Regions from separate parts of the Delphinus delphis genome. Here region 1 is linked to region 2. A link is a contact called in public Hi-C data. All regions are on one chromosome and are shown on one strand. Each heading gives the region's core, a stretch centred on a gene start, on an enhancer-like site or on the middle of the called end of the contact. The rest is flanking DNA. Distances are from core to core; before and after follow the strand shown. Region 1 holds the start of ACYP2 (acylphosphatase 2). Region 2 holds the start of EML6 (EMAP like 6).

What was found. Hi-C and Micro-C count contacts between places; a contact is called where the count stands out from the background.
Region 1: a Hi-C map of lung shows a contact between it and region 2, with 4 times the contacts expected there. The contact joins the promoter of ACYP2 here to the promoter of EML6 in region 2. A contact is called at or near these places in 2 of 3 Hi-C or Micro-C datasets (lung and muscle).

The regions. Positions count from the first base shown.
Region 1 is chr12:45,242,303-45,245,002 of mDelDel1.2, forward strand. It overlaps ACYP2 (acylphosphatase 2), which reads right to left and starts at 1,392. Exons shown (of 5, transcript XM_060026615.1): 1 at 291-1,392. The coding sequence starts at 432.
Region 2 is chr12:44,700,208-44,702,907 of mDelDel1.2, forward strand. It overlaps EML6 (EMAP like 6), which reads right to left and starts at 1,334. Exons shown (of 41, transcript XM_060027575.1): 1 at 1,138-1,334. The coding sequence starts at 1,334.

The DNA.
Region 1 (2,700 bases), core at 142-2,641, 540 kb after region 2:
CTGCACTCCGCGGACCCCCTTAAGTGGCCCACTCCCCGCGCCCGGCTGTTCCTCCTTCTCCCAGTCTTTCCCCGGCTCCGCTCTCCTCCCTCGCCCCCATCCCGCCCACCCCAGCTCTTCTGCGCATGCGCCCTTCGCCTCCTTCCCACCCATGGCTGCTGTGTCATGGCCGAGCGGAAGTCCTAGCCGCTACAGGGCAGGGCGTCCTTAAGGTGGGGTGTGCTTGCCGAAGCTTTCTACTCTTCCTCCCCAACACCTCTTTGATCTCCCACTGTAAGGGGGTCCCCTACCCTGCACTCTCCCGAACACTTCGTAGTCCACGGATTTGAGTGGCCTGGCGGTAGACATGGCGGCGGCGAGGCCTCGGCAGAGGAGCTGGAGCTGGATTCGGGGCGCGGTGACTGCAGCGGCCGCGAGAGGGAGGGCGCACATGGGACCGCTCGGCGCACCTCGCGCCTGTCACCGGCCGGGGACGCGAGCGCGCCGGGGTCACGCGTCGGAAGGCGGCAAATGAGACGGCGGGGACTGGTAGTGAGGGCAGCCCGGGACGCCTGGAAGAAAGAGCCCGCTAGGTCCCTGGCGCCCGAGGTCTCCTTTCCCTGCCCCTTCCCCGTGGTGGAACCAGACTCGCTTCCCGGGAGGGATGCCAGCTACGAGTCCCTGCGATTTAACGAACCGCTGCGCTTCTTTGCCAGTGTTTGTATTTAAATAAAAGCGGAGGCTTGGCCCAGATGTCAATAGTTTGGTACCCCCAAAATGATTCTTTTGAAATGAAAGACCTGCTAGCTCGGTGACTGAGAGTATTTGGTTAGTGAGTAAATTTTTATTAAACGTTTAGGTAACTGCCAAATCTGTCAGGCGATTTTGAGCCGTTCTTAAGGTGACATCTGCATCCTCTTTTCTATTGAGTCAGAAAAGCTTTAGGCCTGAATCCATATTCTAAATGGATTGTGATATATTCTGGAACAAGGAACTTTAATGGAAACAAAAAATCTTGTCTGCTGTGAACTCGTATAGCTTTTTTATGATCTTGATCATTGTTCAGCAATGCCCCCAATTGCCTAGAAGGTTAAAGCAGTTTATACTTTAGAAAATACTACTTCCTGGTGAGCTGTTATGAAGTGTTAAAGCAACCCACAACTCCAGAGAATCTGTATACAGCTATTGATAACCTGCTGCCTTCTAGAAATCGAAATCCTTTTACTTGTGAGAATTTGCCTTTCTCAACATATTTGTTGGCTTCGAGATCTTTACATATTTCTCTGCATCTGGCCATATAATTAAAATAATCCTCTGCAATCTGATTCAATATTATGTGCCAATTCTATTAGCACCAAAAATCATCTAAAACTTGCTTGGAATGTGGTTAAATCATTTACAGTAAAATATATTCTGGAAGCGCTAATCCGGTAATTTTATGTAATGAAGATCCTGGTTTATTGCAGAATCCTCACAACTTACATCTTCCTCTCATCTCCCTTCCAGTTCACTGCATGCAGACCCTAGAATCAACATAGATCTTATGTCATTCTTTTCAGTGACTTCAAAGTCTCTACACTGCATTCCAAATAAAACTGAGGGTCTTCAGCCTCCACTAACCTCTTATTACCTGCTTCTACCCATCCTATAGGTTATAGGTAACCTATTGTCAAGACACTTTGAGTTATTCAGCTCTCTGAACACACCCTGACTTTAAAAAAATCTTTGCTCTTGGATCTACTTTATTTGGAATACCTATTCCAGTTCCCAGATCTTCCCATATCCTGTTCAGTTGCCTGTGCAAGTGCTTACCAGATTTCATCCTAATTATTTACTGTCTTCCCCACTAGTACTGTGCCTTCCAAGAAGTAAGATCTCAAACTGGGTCCTGTCCCTGCCTATCAAAGATCTTGTCACTGACTGGGAAGGTTGACATTTTCCTTTTTTTAATCAATCTTTGATTTTTCTCCACATTTACCCAAGAGTACTCCTGCCAGTTATTATGTAGCTTTATTGTAATTTTAGAAGCGCAATGGCAACAGTTGACATTTGCTTAGCTAAAAAATTGACTGTGTCTGCCAACAGCTGAAATTAGCAAACAAATTTTTATGTACCATTTCAGCATGAATTGCCAATATATGTGATTCTAAGACTAAAAATTTTAAGCAGTTGTTGCTAATGCTTCAGCTAATTTTAAACAAAAACATTTGTGCATAATTAGAGAAATTTTTAAAAATAGAAGAATCCATAACCCTAACACAACTTTTATCTTTTTTGTGTATTCTCTTATATATATGTTTTAAGTAGTTAATATCATTGTATAAATTCAACTTTTATTCTTTCTTTTTCCATGTTATAGTTTTTTGTAATGAATATTTTAGTAATTTCATGATACTCTATTAAGTAGGTATAACCATAAGTTTACCTACTAATAAGTCCCTGTTGTTACATACTCAGGTCGCCTCTAATTTTTCACTACCATAAAAAATATTGTGAAGGAAATATTCCTTCATATAGCTTCTTTCCCATATTTAAAAATCATTTAGGGTAGAATTTAGAATACCAAATCAAAGGGTACAAGTGTGTATTGTTTCTGATACACATTACCAAATCATTTTTCCAAGGGCTGTACCAATTTAAACATGTAATTACCAACACTGTATAAGTATATGATTATTTGGCTTTTGATGCAAACAGATGTAAGCAAGCTCTTCACATACA
Region 2 (2,700 bases), core at 84-2,583:
AAATCATTCTTCCCACAGAGACATTAAGACCATTATCATTACACCACTTAACCATTTATTTCATTATGAAAGGAAACTTAGAGCACAAGTGGCAATATTCTGAAATGTGATGTTAGTGTGTTCTGCATCAATGAACACACAAGTCTGGAAGGTACAAATATGGTCTCTGTCAGTTGTAGTCCATCCTCAGCAAGTCATTTTCCCTGTGGGCTGAGGCTCCCATATGGAAATCTTCCCTAACTGCTGAAGGCTGAAAAGGATTCCCTGTGAACAGCATCTGGACCACACCTTGTCTGGTCACACAAGAAGCTGACAAGGGCTGGAGGAAAATGCGTCTGGTCCAAAGATAAGAGGACAGGGCCAAAAATCAAAATATACCCCTCTACAATTTAATAAGGAGGACCCCTAAGATGTCTATTCATCCAGTTTTGTTCTTCTAATCAGTCCCACCATCCGCTACTAGATGTTGGTCATTCTGTGGGCTGGCTGGTAGGGTTTTGTGGTCCAGCAACTGCCAGCCTTTTATAACCTCAGTGATGGTGTGGAAGCATCCATAAATATGCTTTTTGGCACTAAGTCACTACCAAGGGAAATATTAGAGAACAAACTCCCCACCCACTGCAGAAATTTCTTAGTTTCAAAGCATCTGGAATGAAGATCCCAATTACCTTTAGCAAAATTTCTTTTAGGGTTTTTTTTTTTTTTTCAATCCTCTTGCTTGCTGAGGAACCTTCTAAAAAGCCCCCCAAAGATGATACCCACAGTTCAGGTTATTGGTCCTACATTTTCCTAGTTAGGGAGGGAAGGAGAAGTGTTTGATAGTTTACCCAGGATCCTTCCACTTGTAGCAGGAATGAACACCAAAAAAGCATCAGGACACTTAACTCCTTAGAGATTTAAAAGCCTTCCGGAGGAATAAAAAGAAATCTCTCTCTCCCCACCTGCACCCCCTACCCTGCTTCTGCCCTAGCCTTAGAATCAGTAGCCCTTCTGTAATTCCATGAGGTTCCAGAGAGACTCCTTTATTCCATGGGGCTTCCGGATCTGACCCCAGGAAAGCCCAGTTGGTCATCCTTCCCGTCATCCTTCCAACCTTCACACCCAACCCCTCCCCACCGCCCCAGGCCACCTCCTTACCTGATAATGTCGTCGTTGTGTCCCAAGAAGAATTTTTGGCTGTGCTCGCGGGTGCTGTAAACCACCCCGACGCCAGCCACAAAGTAGACCACTTCCTTGCCGGCGGTGTAGTACAGGTTGTTGCGGCACTGGTGACCCCGGTACCCGTACACCCACTCCAGCCGGAGCTGGCAGCTGGGAGCTGTCCGATCCGCCATGATAAGCTAACCCCACTCGCCCCCCGGTCGCTCCGCGTGCGGGTCCGCGGCCCCTGGGCTCCGGGTCTGTCCTCACCAAGGCTCGGGATGTGGAGGACCTGCAAGGGCTCAGCGTGCAGCGCCGGGCGCTGATTTCCGCGGCGACGCACAGACACAGACCAGCGCGCTGGCCGCAACCATCATCCGCCGCCGCCGCCGCCGCCGGAGACGAGCCGCCAGGTACGCGGTCGCCAGACCCCGCCGGGCTCTCCGGCTCCCTCTCCACGGGAGAGGCGTCTTCTGGGGCGCCAGCACTCGCGCGCGCACGCCTCACTGCACCTGCGGGCTTCGGCCCCCGTGAGAGGTTTTTGAGAGGGTCACCCCGTCTTTTAAATCATGGATCTGCATATCCAAACACTGATTACCAGTTCGCTCACTGAAGTTTGCTGTGCCCGGGGGCCTCGCAGCAGGCAGCGGGATTTATTCTGTGACAGCTTTAATTTGACAAGGAACTCGAATAAGCTTTTGCCATCGCCATCCTTGGATCCGAAACTGACAGTCTACATCCAGGATGCGAGAGCGAGGAAGAAAGAAACAGATATTTTGCGTAACTCACCCAGTCCAAGAAAATGATCCCCAAACTAAACCAAGTTTTTAAAAAATTGTCAACTATTCCTCCTCTCTCCCTCCAGATCCATCTTTTTAATGATATGAAATATGCCCTAAATGCTGCTGGCTGGTGGCTGCCGATACGATTTGAAAGAACATTTGCTGCAAGAGGGAGGAGATATGGGGATATATGTATATGTTTAGCTGATTCACGTTATTATAAAGCAGAAGCTAACACACCATTGTAAAGCGATTATACTCCAATAAGGATGTTTAAAAAAAAAAAGAACAATTGCTGTTTCCCCATTAAGCCAGGGCAAATATGCAACGGTCATTTTTTAGATGCTCCAATTAGTTAGTTGTCGTGTATGTGTTCATAATTCATATCCTCCGTGAACCGTCTCTTGGCCGAGAAAACCACAAGAACTTAGCAGCTCTCACTAATCAGCAACTCCAATTGAAAGCGCCATAAAAAGATTTTTCTGAATCAGAGGAAACTGAGACACTAGTGCAGCTAGAGGCAGGAAAGCTCAACCTACAAACGCTCCCGGTCCAGAAAAAATTAAATAATTAACAAGTGACCAAAATCTTGTACCTCTACCCAGGAAGGTCTGCTCTAGCTATCGGGTCCCGCAGGCGCAACGGTCACGCCTCTATTCCGGCGTGGGGCGGGAGCGCCCGAGGAACCACTGGGGACGGCGAGCCCCCACATACGCGCACACACATCCCAGGCATTGGTCGCTGCCGACCTGAGGGATGCCGGCCCCAGGGGACACGC